5 separate regions of the Mus musculus genome follow, and all the other regions are linked to region 3. Evidence: chromatin contacts called from public promoter capture Hi-C data. All regions are on one chromosome and are shown on one strand. Each heading gives the region's core, a stretch centred on a gene start, on an enhancer-like site or on the middle of the called end of the contact. The rest is flanking DNA. Distances are from core to core; before and after follow the strand shown. Region 1 holds the start of Pigh (phosphatidylinositol glycan anchor biosynthesis, class H). Region 2 holds the start of Tmem229b (transmembrane protein 229B). Region 3 holds the start of Sptb (spectrin beta, erythrocytic). Region 4 holds the start of Arg2 (arginase type II). Region 5 holds the start of Plek2 (pleckstrin 2).

Region 1 (2,700 bases), core at 193-2,692, 2.4 Mb before region 3:
GTAAGCAAATCCTAAAGCAAGAGCTCCACAGAAAAGCTTTGAAGAGCCCAGCCTGAGCCTGTGGAGTCCTCAGTGGGATTATTCAATTACATTTGTTTCTCCATTATTCATATTTATAGTGACTCAAGTTCTAAGAATAAATTCAAAACAGTGGAAATAATTACATCATCAGAAGTATGATTGTCTGTGCACTGCCACAGTAGTGCTCCATCCATGCAAATATATGGTTGGCAAACAGCATCTATTAGTGGCTCCCCCAGTTACCTTTCCCTAGTGATAAGTACTTGAAGAACCAGCCTGCTTCCATATTAGGCTTGAAAGTCATCTTACAGTGAAGACAATCTAGGTTCATTCTTGTTTATGAGTAAACCTGTTTTTCAAGGATTGAGCTATGCCCCACCTGTGACCTTAACTACAAATGGTTCTGTACTGCTTGTTCCAAGAATGCAATCACGTCTTTGTTTCAAAAAGTTGTTTATAGTCATCTTGCAACCTGACCTTTGCTTCAAAGGGTTATATAGCTACCTTGTTAGGCCCATCTTTGCAACCTTGTGTCTCTGTTCCAGAGGGACTTACTTGCTATGCTTGTGTGCTGCTCCTATAACTATATTTTGACAGACAAACCCCTCATTTGGAAACCTTCCTATCCCTGAGCTATAAAAGCCTGCCTTCACATCCAAAGCTGAACCCCATCTCAGGAGGAGGCAGCCCGTGTATGTGAATTTTTAAAGCTTGCTTTAATTAATTTGGTCATGATGATTTGGGTGGCGGTCTTTCTCCTCTCGTTTTTTTTTTTTTTTTGGATTAATATACTCTTTAGCAGCTGAGCCATCTGCCCAACTCAAAGCCTACCTTCTCTTCCCATGCATCCTAGCCTTGCTAGTTTTTTGATTCCTGTGACTGAAACCCATTCCAGCCTCCAACTTTGTTTTTTCCTGGTCCTTCTTTCTGGAGACTACCCCCACCTCCACCCCAACTCCCCACAGAACAGTGTGGCCCTTGTAGGTTTAATGGCGAAGACCTTTAAGACCTTTACTTAAAGCTGCCCAGACCTTCTACTAGTCTGAACATTTTTGTCAATAACACTACTTAAGTTACGTCTATTTTTTTTTTTTTTTCCTACTAGGAAAGAAGCTATGTAGAGACAGAAATCTTCAGTACCTAAAATCCCTTCGCAGGGAAATGAATGAATGAATGAATGAATGGTTACACCTGCAGACCATTTTGGGGGAGTCTTTCTGGCGTAACAATATAAATGAGTCAGTCAAATGAACAGAGATCTTAATCTGCCCAAAACTGGTGCCGCGGTTCTGGGGAGTTTGGGCTAAGGATAAACTGGGAGAACTTGCTGCAAGTCCCAGCCCTGCTCTCAGTGAGCGACTACGGCTGCGCGGACAGGCAGGGCTCAGCCGCTTCCGGGATGGTCGGGAGCCAACGAGACTTCGAGCCTCCGGGTGGGCTAGAGCGGCGCGACATTCAGGTGTGTGCGGCCATGGAGGACGAGAAGAGCTTCTCCGATATCTGCGGCGGCCGCCTAGCCCTGCGGTGCCGCTACTACTCACCGTACTGCCGCGAGTTCGGCCTCAGCTCGGCTCGGCTGTCGCTGTGCTCGCTCACCGCGGTCACCTGCGCGGTGTGGCTGGCGGCCTACGGGCTCTTCACCCTGTGCGAGGTAAAGGCGGGCGCTCGGCCGGCGCAGGCAGCTTGGAGAGGTCTCGGGGCTGACCCGTGGGTCCGGGAGGGTGGGGACTCCCTGGATCAGGGTCGCCGTTCCACGGCAGGACTGCCCTCCCTCCCCGAGAAGTTTGTGCTTCTGGACGTTCTACCACAGTGGACCTACTTGCCCTGCTCATTCATGGAACATAACCTCCTCAGAGAACTCAGTGCATCCTCCCGCATCACTTACTGGGTACCAAAGCCAACGGATAGCAGGCGTGCGACAGAATTACAGAAAAGTTTTTGCCTCCACAACTGTGCAGTACAGAATCTCCACCTAATATCTGTTTCTCAAGGCCAGGTCAACTACCATCCCCTCTCCCAACCCTTCCCCAGTTTAAGTGCATTTTCTAAAGTGTTGCCAGGTCTAAGACACGAGGGTTTTCTATGCTCAGTTTTCAGACTTTCTAATCTTTTTTCCCCCCGAGCCTCATTTTTAACATCTCTAAGTTGAAATTAATGGTTCAAAATATTGCGAAGGTCAACTGCTATTATTTTGTGACAGTTCCCAAGCAAAAAGAGTCATCCGATTGGCCTTTGTTCAGGATGTTCTGTTCTGTTTTAACTCCCTGTATAGCCCTAAAATGAATATATTATTCCAGGAGTGATCTTAATAGAGCCAGTACACCAGAACTGTTTATTTCTGCAATTTTCATATTGTTTGTATTAAAACATCCCTTAGCTTTTTTCTATTCTTTTGCTATTATTATTATTCTTACTTTGTCTGGACTGGAAGGCTCTATGTGGAGCCTGCCTCTGCCTCCCTAGGGTTAGGATCAAAGGTGTGTGTCATCATACCTGGTTCAATCACATTTATGCTATCAAAGTGTGTGGCAGAGCATCATAATTTGCACAGATTTTCATAGATGAAGTTAAGTCCCCTCACTGAGGGTCTGGGGAATGAATGGCTCATCAGATGACTGCAGCGACTGCCAAACCTGACCACCTAATGCCAAACCTGACCACCTAATGCCAAACCTGACC
Region 2 (2,700 bases), core at 168-2,667, 2.3 Mb before region 3:
GTGAGAATTGTGAAAGACTGCTCTCTGATTTATTTTTATTTATTCATTTTTCCTTGAAACATTTTTATTAGATATTTTCTTTATTTACATTTCAAATGTTATCCCCTTTCCTGGTTTCCCCTCTGAAAACCCCCTATCCCCTCCCCCCACCCCCTGCCTTCACCCACCCACCCACTCCCACCTCACTGCCCTAGCATTCCCCTACACTGGGGGCATGGAGCCTTCACAGGACCAGGGCCTCTCCTCCCATTGATGACTGGCAAGGCCATCCTCTGCTACATATGCGGCTGAAGCCATGGGTCACTCCATGTGTACTCTTTGGTTGGTGGTTTAGTCTCTGGGAGCTCTGGGGGGTCTGGTTGGTTCATATCTGATTTATTTTTAAAATGGACATCCATACATGTCCATGCCAGACCTGTTGGGGCCTTCCAGTAATCCTAACATTGGGCAGGTGGGAACAGGAGTGTGGGGAATTCAAGAACAGACCTATCCTAAAAGCAGAAAACAAGACCTTCCCACATGTTATTATAGGCCTTCAAGATTGTATGTTCCTCTTGGCTGAAGTACCCAGCACCAGCACTCATGGTTGGTGCCTGAAAGGGAAATTTCATTCCTGTTTCCTGCAGGACCCACGACTAGTTGAAAGGCCTATCTGAACTTGGCCTCATTGAGCTGATTTCCCACGTTCTGAATTCTAAATTGCCAAGGGCTTTTGTTGCCTTTCTTTTGTTGTTTTTACAGTAATGTCCATTGTTTTGCACCTCCTAAGAAGACCTCAGAAAAAAAATTCCATTTAATCTTTACAAACCAAATCGTGGACCTTGGAGGTCCAGGCCTTGATTGAGGCAAATTCTAGTTTTTGCACGGGCCTCAGTTTCTCCATCTTAGAAATGAGAATAATAACGACGACGATGATGATGATGATAAAAACAAAAAACAAAAAAACCCGACCTGATCTGCCTGCTTCAAAGATTAATTTGTATGAAATACGTTGAGGGCACACAGTGGGTGTGCAACACCATGTGAAGTGTGGATCTCTGGTAGCCTGAACCTTCACAATACCCAGATACCCAGAGTGAATGTTCTGCAAGCAGTTCCCTACAACTCCTACAATCAGGAGGTGACCCTTACTCCACACATGGATGGCAGGGAGGGCCAAGGAATCTTTACAGCAGCCACCTGAGCTGCGGAGGCTGCGAGCGGAGTCCTGGCAGGGCTGACCCCAGGCTGGGGATGAGTGGCGGGAGTCGTCTGGGTTGGCGTGGGCGGCGGGGGCAGCGGGCCCGGCGGACACGCGGGCGCTGAAGGAGTTAAACAGGGCCGGGGGCAGAGCGCCTGTCAGAAGCGAGCATGTGCAGTTTGCACCGCATCCGTACTATGGGTGAGTGCGGCCGCCGCCGCTTGGGGCTGGGTTCCGTGGGGCAGCAGCGGCTGCAGCTACCCGGGCCCCGCGCCGCCCCGGCGGCCGCGGACACTGGATGCGGGAATAGTCGCGGGCGGGTGGCGTGGGGGAGTCTCGTCCGGTCACTCGGCGCGGGGGGAGCCGGAGCGCCGGGCGTGGGGGCAGGGAACAGGCGGCGCAGGAGAGCGCCCCGAGTCCCGGCGCGGAGGAGGAGCGGGAGCCAGCCCGTGAGACCGCGCTCCTGGCCGCACCTGCGTCGGGCAGACGGCCGCCCGACCCTGCCTTGCCTTGCCCTACCCTCGTCCCCGGCCCCGCACCGGTAGGTGCCCACGATGCCCGCACAGAGGCCTTTCCGCCGCGGAGAGAGGTGTCTGCGCGGGGCGGGCAGCGCTGAGCGAGGGGGCGCGGGTGATGGGGCGGTGATAGGGAAGACCCGGCGACCCCGCGTGGGGACACTACCGGATCCCGCTTCCTCTTTGCTTTCGGTTTCGGAGAGGCTGCTGGGGCTGGAGAGCGAGCCGCAGATTAGATGCTGTGTCTGAGCTTGGATTCCCTGCGGGGGATGGGCGCACAGGGGGGCGTGTTGGTGAAAGGGGTGCACATTGGCAACTTTCCCCGCCTGAAACAAAGAGGTGCCGGGTTGAGACGAGGGTGAAAGACTTGACTGAGGATCTGAGACCTCTGAAGGTTGACATCTCCCTAACCCAGGGGAATGCACCCCGAGGCCCTCTGCAAAGGACAGAGGGGGGCGCCAGACTGGATGGACGCTGGAGAGCCAGGTCTTGGGAGTAGGGACCAGAGACCCTCCTGACTTTGCGGGTTGGGGAAGGAACCTTGTCAAAATGCCTTTTCTTCCGTCCGCATAAAAGAACTGGGTGATGGTGGGCTGCACACCTTGGCATTTTTTTTTTTCAGGTGGGTGCCTAGGTCAGTGCTCAGCCCCTGGTTGCTAGTTCGCCACCTGCATTCACCATCTCTGTTTCCTTGTGGGAACTGGAGGGTTGAGATGGGTAGCCCTATTTCTGGCAAGGCCAGGGAGGTATTGGCGTCTTTCCCAGGTGCCTTCTTTTCTCTCTTTCTATGAGGACCCGTTTCCCCTCTTTCCCTCACCGTTTCTCCTTTCCTTCCTGGGGTTTCTTAGGGGATGGAGGTATGATCTCTTCGTGCTCAGGGTTTGTGGTGTCTGGTTATTCCAACTTTGGTTAGATGCTCACGAAAGCTGCATTCCAGTGTAAACTTGGGGTTCTGCTTACCCATTGTTGAGTGTTCTCTGTACCCCAATAACAAATGATCATCAT
Region 3 (2,700 bases), core at 90-2,589:
AAAACACATAAATACATAATTCCAACCCTCCCTTTTTCTTTCAAAAATAGATCAAGGATTTCTACTTGTGATATCTAAGTCTCAGCTTTTGAAGTTGGCCTGTTTTTTGTTTTTGCCAGGAATTAGTTCCTAAAAAGATGATTTTGAACTCAACAACAAGCAAAGCAAATGGTTTGGGGTGGTGCTGGAGGATATTGGGGAGTCCCAGGGCCTTTGGAGTGCTAAATGTGTGCTTTGCTTAAGATCTACAGCTCTTGCTCACTACAGAGAATTGCTAGATGGTCTGAGTGGGGGAAGGAGGTGGGAGGTCGCTGTTAACCTCTAGGATAGCCCAGGCCGGTGTGTCATTTTCCTTGTAATACTGATGCCATTTGGGAAATTAGTATGTAATAAGAACTCAGGCAAAAGGGGAGGGAAGAGTTCTATGGCTTTTTAATACCTGTGGATTTTGTCCCAATTAGCATTTTTACTGTCCAAATACCTACTCTCAAAAGAAGTGTGACGGCAGCAGGCAGTGAAATATCTTTTGCGTACCTTTAATACCCAATACTAAGCTTGAACATCTGGCAACTCAACACACTTTGCTCATGAATCCTAGAAAACAGCGTAATTATACACTCAAGCAAACAAGTCAAGAGAAAGGCTGTTTCCTGTTAAGAATTCCGGGGAGCATCAAAGTTAAAGCTCCCTTCTGCATCTATGCTCTTTTTAATCGCCACTGGTGTCTCCATTACACTTGCGATTACCCGGGTTGATAGTCTGTGAGAGACCATCCCAGGCACAGCGTATGGAGGGCCGCCCCTCCCCCCCCCCCATAAAAATAAAACAAGGAAAGGTACAGCAAGGCACGCAACCAACATTACAGAGCGATGACCTTGTATTGTTAAAAAGTCAAGGAAATAGCCTGCCTTGCAAGCCGCCCGTGTTCGTCCGTGTGTCACCCTCCCTAGTCGCAGATGTACTTGACACCCTTGGTTCTAGCATCTCCTCTGGCCTGCTGTACACCACCCTACCAAAGCTTGCAGTGAGAAAGCAGGGTCTTGCCCGGAGACCCGGGCTCACAGGATGGTGCAGGTGGGCTGGTATGCTGGCTTGCCTGTTGATTATGGACCCTGCAATATGCAACTGTAGGCTGAGCGCCACCAACCAGCACAGCCGGGTTCTCCGGGACAGTACCTTGCTTACAAGCAGGAGCCGCGGCCTCCAGCCCGCAGGCTGGGGGCGGGGGCCTCGGCCCAGTGCCCACCCCCTGTGCTCCCAGCGTCTGCTCCTACTACCAGCCGGTTGTAGCCGGCCGGGAGCGCGCTTTCTAACGTAACCCGCCCGCGGGAACAATCTGTCCCTTCCAGCCTATCTCCGGAGGGGCATTACAGCCGGGGCGCCCTCCTCACCCACCCTATGGCCTAAACGGGTCTTTAGATGTTTTTTCAAAACCAGATCGTAGTCTGCAGGGACGCTAGGCGGGAAAGGCTGGGAGGACTCCTTTTCGCCGCCAGCTTGCGGCTCCGGGCACACAAATTAGGCCGGAGCAGCAGAGTCGAGTCCTCTTCCCGTGGCAAGGGGCTCTGTGTGTGCGGGATCAGGGGAGGTGAGAGAGGACCCTGGCGTCCCAGGTCCCAGCGGCGGCGGCGCTAGCGGCTAGGCAGGTGCCCCCGGGCGCGCAGTCTGATTGGCAGGTGCAGGAGTGGGTGGGGAAGGCGGGCCTGGCGCTGCGGGAGGCTGCAGCCCCGCCTCCCCGCCCCCGCCGCGGGACTATCTGGTCCCGGCAGCAGCGATGTCCCCCGGCAGGAATGTCCCTCCTCAGATAATGTTATTTATATCTCTGGGCGGGTCCGCGGCTCCGCTGCACCAGGCGCCCGGCGGCCACTGTGCCAGGAGCCCCGTGCTGCCCTCCTCCCCCTGCGCCGCCGCCCCCGGGCTCGGGGTAGCCGCCGCTTCAGCCCCAGCGCAGGTGAGTCCCCGAGGGCCGCGCGACGGGAGGGAGCTGGGTGCCCCGGAGCCAGCGCCGGGGAGTGCGGGGCCCAGGGGGCGGGTGACGCGACAGCCCGGTGGGGGCCTGGCCCCGGGTGCCTAGCACGGGGCGGGAGGGGTGAGGAGCCCAGGAGGCCCTGGCGGCTGCGGCAGTCGTCACCCCGGGACGCGGGAACCCGCGTGGGTTTCGCAGGCGCTGGGCGAGCAGGGCGCTAGCTTTGGGAAGCCAGCTAGTAGAGTGTCGCCGTGGGGCACGGGGAGTGGGTTTGGGGGGTTTGTGCTCTTGGCCGCCTCCCCCAGGACCCTCGCCTGGGAGCAAAGTTGGGGGGGGGGGCTGCCTGTCGTCGGTCTAAGGACTGTCCGCGTCTGTGCCTCCTGCTGCCTGGTTTCTCAAACCCCCGGGCGTGTCGGATCCTCTTCTGGAACTTGGCTAGCGCGCTCCAGGGCTGCCCAGTGCCAAGGCTGGGAGGACAGTTCAGGGCAGCAGAGGGGGCCGGGCCTCAGGATGTCAGGCAGGACGTGCAGAGTGGCCCAGTGTAGACTGAGAAGGGAGAGATCAAGTGTCCCAGGACTATACTTCAAGGACCCCCACCTTTTCCCTTTGAGTTCCTTATCTCCAAGCTACTGCCCACTCTACGGTTACCCTTCGTGCCAGTTCCAGCAACTTGGCCCCGGAGAAATAGCAGAAAATGGAAGAAACAAGAGCTCTAACACAATCCTCAAGTCCCA
Region 4 (2,700 bases), core at 19-2,518, 2.4 Mb before region 3:
ATCTGCAGAAGGAATCCAAAGGATACCAGATGGGAACAAATTACAGGTGCCAAGCTGCTACCACAGGATCAGGATAGAAGAGATGAGATTCTGAACAGGTTTTTTCCCCTTCCGGAACAAACACAGAAATCCAACCACTTACCCAACCTGGAGAGCCTCTTCAGCAAGCCAGCTTCTCGAATGGCAGCTGGACCATATTCCACTCCTAGCTTCTTCTGTGAATCATACAAACCCCACAGACATAAGAGAAGGTGAGGAAAGGAGCAGAAACACTTTGACACAGAAATCTCTGCTGCTACCCGGAGCTCCTAAAAGACTCCTCTGCAAACCTTTCACAGCATCAAAACTTCTACTGTAGAAGGCTGATCGTTTCACTAAATGCTTAATGGGCGGAGGGAAGATTCTGTTCTTGAAAGCAAATCAACCTTCTGAGTCCCTCACTGAGAGCCAGACCAGGAAAGTCTCGGATCAGGAAAGGGCTCAGTGAGCTTTGATCCGGTACCTGTATCTGGCAGAACGCGGCACCTAGCTTCCCCATCAGTGAGTGCGCCCTCCGCGACAGCAGGTTCCTTTCATTGAAGGCAGAACAAAGCCCCTTCGTCCCTCCCGCAGTTGCAGAGACCGACATCAATTTCTTTCCAGGTTAATGCTCTTTCTGCAAGAATAGAACCTGAAGCCTGCCTTAATCCCCGGTCACCGTCTCTAACCTCCTCTCCGACAATTTCTCAACGATCCCGGTTTTGCCTTCTCCAGCTCCTCCATGGAATCCTCTCTCTTTTCCTTCCTGTCATCACCCCAAAGCTGGAAATGCCCACTCTCCGTCGTCCTGGAGGCCGCAGATGCTCGCTTCTCGATGCCCACTTCCCTCCCTCTCGATGCCCAGTGCCCTCTCTCACCCCCTTGCCTTCCATCAGTCCCTCATCTCCATCTGGGTCCAGGAAAACCCAACGTGCGCTCCACGTACCCGCCATGGGATCCCGCGAGCTCTTCCCCCCGTTTTTTCCCCCCTCCTCCCTCCTGGCCCCAAGAAACTCTCTAGGCTTAGTGTCCCGTCAGCTCGGGTCGCAGCTCTCACCTGTCCCCGAGAGAAAGGGGCTCCGACTATAGCTACAGAGTGGACGGATCTCGTCAGGACGCAAGGAATTTGCCCGTGGAGGAGACGGGAGGCGCTGCTCCTCAGGAACATGATTGGCAGGGAGGGGATTACCCTAGGAGAACCGGCTCGGTGCAACTCAGGACCTCGAGTGAGTGCAGCCTCCCACAGCTTCGATGCTTCACTAGGCGAGCGCACCGCCCTGTGACGTCAGCATCTCTCGGACACGCCTCCAACCAGCCCCCGGCGCACCTTCTCGGAGGACTACAGCTCTCCAGGGCCTGGGACGCGCCTGCCGTTAAGTCACCATTGGACCTGTCCTCTCTTTCCCTGGACACGCTCCCCCCGCCCCCGATGCCTAAGCCACCAAGGCGGATACCATAAAGCCGCTGATCAGAGTGGCACCTGTGTGGTTTCCCGGGAAGCAGCGTCCCTGCCAGGTTGGAGACCTCAGTGGAACTTGAGAACTTGACACATGTACCCGCCCCAGGCGCTATCTCGGCTGAAGAGTTGGCACTGGCCGTGGCCTGCCCGCACCCGGGGTCATCTGCTAACCCACACCAAGTCAGCATCCATCTGCAGCTTTCTATCTCAAAGCTTAAAATCCTAGAAACATTTACCCCATCAGTGTCCTCTTGAGTCTGGCTTTTTAAAAACTCACCTACCTTGGATCTTTGGGGAGAATTTAGAATTTACCAAGCAATTACTTTCTAGATTTTTTTTTTAATTTTTTTAAACAAAATTTTATTTCCTTTTCAGATTTTTTTAAATGTGTATGAGTGTTTTGCCTGTATATATGTTTGTGCACCACAGACATTCATGGTGCCCAGGGAAGTCAGAAGTGGATATAGGATTTGCTGGAACTAGAGTTACTACAGACCTTTATGAGCCACCATGTGAGTGCTGAGAATCAAACCCAAGCCCTTAGCAAAAGTAACAGATGCTCTTAACTGTTCAGCTACCTCTCTGGGCCCCTGTTTTCAGTTCTTTACATGAACAATAAGAGCACTGGTTACTAGAGGCCAACTATATCAACACATTCTGATCATTCTAAATTAAAAGGAGGCTGAAACAAATCCAAAAATATCAAGGAGCTTTTCATGGTTTTAATAGTAAATAGTGGCTGATGGCCCTGCAATTACGGACACACATTGCTCTTGCAGAGGACCTGGTTTTTGCAGAGTTTTATGCATAGCCATTAACCCCAGCTTCTGGGGAATCCGATGCTTCTTGCCTCCACAGACACAGCAAGCTAGGGGAGATAGAAGGATCTGCATTCTTTGTTGTAAGCACAAGTTTACAGTATGATAAAATGGACATATTGAGTGTTTCATACAGTGGCAAGATTGTCTAACACTGTACTCTTAACTGTGACTCTGTAGCCTGCTGTAGTGGCTATTCCTGGTTGTCAACTTGACAATATTTGGAATGAACTACAATCCGGAATTGGAAGGCTCACCAGTGACCCTTATCTGGAGGCTTGGAGATCCTTATCTGGATCTTGGTTTGAAGATCTTGAGCCGTAGTGGCTATGGATTCCAGAAGATTGAATCTCCGAGTTAAGGAACACACCTTTAATCTGGGCTATGCCTTTCATCTGGGATTAA
Region 5 (2,755 bases), core at 118-2,617, 2.2 Mb before region 3:
TCTGGTTGAGCTGGGTTTATGTCATCGCGGTTCCTTGGTAGGTTGGTGGTGCAGTCATGACAGACTGGGGAAGACAGAGGAGGTGAGTCACACTGAAGGTCCAGTGAATCAGACGGGGTGGGCTGGGACAGGGGTTTCCCTCAAAGGAAGCGCCTTAGCTGTTCCTGGGAGAAACACCACCAGGAGAAAAAACCAACTTCCCCCCTTTCAGAGAACCCACTTAAGAACCCGTTTTCTAAAGAAAAGGCCCAGTCCATGCCTCCTAAAAGGAGTAGACAGGTATAGGATCTGACTTTCCCAGCTTCTCCTACTCTGGGTTTGAGCCCTTCTGGTATTCGGAAGCACGATTTCTTCCAATGCCCTGGTGTGATATGGTTCCGAGTGACTTCAATGGCTTCAAGTTTCAGTTTCCTGGAAAACACATTATTTGCCTCCTGGAGTTGGGGTATAATTGCAAATAAAACCTAGCACTATTGGAAAGAGAATGGAACCTCTGTTGTCTTTGGATTTAAAATCTAGGAAGCTGTTACCTGGCAACACAACACTGCCAGATCTCTTGCTTTACAGGTGAAGATGTATGTTTGTCACAGACCGCAGGGGCATGTGGGGCAGAGCCCAGCATAGGGACACTAGGGTGTGCTGGGAGCCAGACTGAAGGGCATCTCTGTCTTTCCATTACCGGCAGTTCTCTCTCTCTCTCTAATCCAGACACCCCAGGGCCTTTGTCCTGCCTAGCAGGTGTTCCCTCTGCTGAGCAAAGATATCAGGGATTCTATGCAGATCAGCACCACTGTCGTTTTCTTGTTTCAGGTGCCAACATGATGTGGTAGAACGTTGTGTTGATTCTATCGGGATATTTTCTTCATCATAGGCGTTAATTTTTATTTTAAAATATCGTATTACAATATGACTTACACGGATGACTCGATTATTTTGCACGCTCTTTAAACTCACCCAGAATTGCTAAAATCTGATTCTTTTTGGTTGTTTGCTTTTGAGATGAGGATGGTGTGATGTACACATTGAGGTGAGAATGTGTTCTGTAGACTATGCCAGTCACCTTAAACTTGAGATTCTCGTACTTGCTCTATACACTCCTCTGCCTCTCAGGAAAGGCTCAGAACTATAGACAGAGGTCCAGGGTCGTGTTCTTGGGCGATCACCGCGGGCCGTGCGGGGTAGGGTTGGCACACTGGGCACCTGGCGTGGGAAGGTCGGAGCAGAAGTCCCGACCGGGCCAGACTTCCTGCCCGCAGGGCGGGAGGCTCTGGCACTGGATGTGCGCCAGGGGGCGTCTCCGGGAGGGAGTGGCTTCCTGGGCGCGGGCGGCGTCGGCGGTGGAGCGCGGGGACAGCTCACCTGGACTGGCGACATGGAGGACGGCGTGCTCAAGGAAGGCTTCCTCGTCAAGAGGGTGAGTGTGTTCTGGCCTCGCGCCCGCGTGGCCGTGGGGACAGCGGGGCGAGCAAGTGTTGGACAAGGTGACGAGCTGGCGAAGTGCTCCCACTGGCCAGCGGATCTGGCATGCACAGGCTGGTCCTGCTTGGTTCAGGGCTTACTCTCTCCGGTGGATCTCTTAAAACAATTTACTGGAATTGAGGGCGAAGCCAGGGACAGGACCCATGGTTAGCATACTCAAGGCCCTGGATTTGGTCCACAGCAACACACCACACACACACACACACACACACACACACACACACACACACACACACCACACCACACTGTATTAAAGTACCATAAAGTGGTGTGGGTGCAGGGTGGAGAGAGCATAGTTAAAAGGTACGGCTGGAAAGTAGGAATGACCTTCTGTGGTAGAGAGTTAACTGTGGCTGACCGCAGTTAAGAGTATATTCTCACGTAGCTAAGGGGATTTTAAATGTTTCCAACACCAAGAAACGTTAATAAATGTTTGAGGTGATGGAGCTGCCAGTTACCCTTATGCGATCATTGCATGCCGTGCCTATGATTGACAACCCAATGTATGTGCTCCATGCATATGCACAGCCATGTCTCAATTAAGTATGATATTGAAATATAAGGCACCATGGATATGCCGTGCAATTTACAGCTTGAAAGGAAAGAAGGCACCACCCTTCCCTCCCTCCCTCCCTCCCTCTTCTCTCTCTCTCTCTCTCTCTCTCTCTCTCTCTCTGCTCAAGACTGAGCATCAGCAAGGCGAAATAGCTTGTCTAGCGTAGGTGAGTATTAGATAGGACATGAACTCCATCCTTAGTCCTCCCTCATCACCCTTGTTGAAGAAGCAAGAGTCCAACCAGGGACAGTGGGACTCCCAGGATGCCTAGGGTCAAGGTAGAAAATGAACGAAAGAACCTAAAAGAGGAACTTTTACAGTTTGGTGCATTCAGAAAACCTTGGATTTGATCTCTAACTTCTAAAACAATTACTTTAACATTGATGTCAATACTGAATATTTATGTTAGTATAATAGCATGCATAGTATGCATATAGATATACATGTGTGTATGTGTATATATGTATACACACATATATGCATGTATTTGTATGTATATGTGTGTATATGTATGTATATGAGTATATATGCATGTATATGTGTGTATATGTGTGTATATGTATGTATATGTATGTGTATGTATATGTATATGTGTATATGCATATGTATGTATATGTGTGTATATGTATGCATATATATATGTATTGGCGGCTGAGCCCTTTGGCTACTGTTCTGGGCTGACAGTCTCAGGAAGCTTGGTGATGAAGGGTAAAAAACTGT

What was found. Promoter capture Hi-C pulls out the DNA fragments that hold promoters and counts their contacts.
Region 1: a promoter capture Hi-C map of cranial neural crest shows a contact between it and region 3. The contact joins the promoter of Pigh here to the promoter of Sptb in region 3. A contact is called at or near these places in 2 of 39 promoter capture datasets (cranial neural crest and liver).
Region 2: a contact with region 3 is called in a promoter capture Hi-C map of liver, with 2.8 times the contacts expected there. The contact joins the promoter of Tmem229b here to the promoter of Sptb in region 3. A contact is called at or near these places in 2 of 39 promoter capture datasets (both in liver).
Region 4: a contact with region 3 is called in a promoter capture Hi-C map of liver, with 2.6 times the contacts expected there. The contact joins the promoter of Arg2 here to the promoter of Sptb in region 3. A contact is called at or near these places in 3 of 39 promoter capture datasets (hippocampal neurons and liver).
Region 5: a contact with region 3 is called in a promoter capture Hi-C map of liver, with 5 times the contacts expected there. The contact joins the promoter of Plek2 here to the promoter of Sptb in region 3. A contact is called at or near these places in 2 of 39 promoter capture datasets (cranial neural crest and liver).

Annotation. Positions count from the first base shown.
Region 1 is chr12:79,088,412-79,091,111 of GRCm38.p6, reverse strand. It overlaps Pigh (phosphatidylinositol glycan anchor biosynthesis, class H), which reads left to right and starts at 1,442. Exons shown (of 4, transcript NM_029988.2): 1 at 1,442-1,672. The coding sequence starts at 1,493. It overlaps 9230116L04Rik (RIKEN cDNA 9230116L04 gene), which reads left to right. Exons shown (of 3, transcript NR_110486.1): 3 at 1,127-2,407.
Region 2 is chr12:79,005,994-79,008,693 of GRCm38.p6, reverse strand. It overlaps Tmem229b (transmembrane protein 229B), which reads left to right and starts at 1,417. Exons shown (of 3, transcript NM_178745.5): 1 at 1,417-1,721.
Region 3 is chr12:76,709,186-76,711,885 of GRCm38.p6, reverse strand. Sptb (spectrin beta, erythrocytic) reads left to right here and starts at 1,339. Exons shown (of 36, transcript NM_013675.3): 1 at 1,339-1,951.
Region 4 is chr12:79,129,356-79,132,055 of GRCm38.p6, reverse strand. Arg2 (arginase type II) reads right to left here and starts at 1,268. Exons shown (of 8, transcript NM_009705.3): 1 at 1,076-1,268; 2 at 143-215. The coding sequence starts at 1,186.
Region 5 is chr12:78,905,550-78,908,304 of GRCm38.p6, reverse strand. It overlaps Plek2 (pleckstrin 2), which reads left to right and starts at 1,367. Exons shown (of 9, transcript NM_013738.3): 1 at 1,367-1,414. The coding sequence starts at 1,373.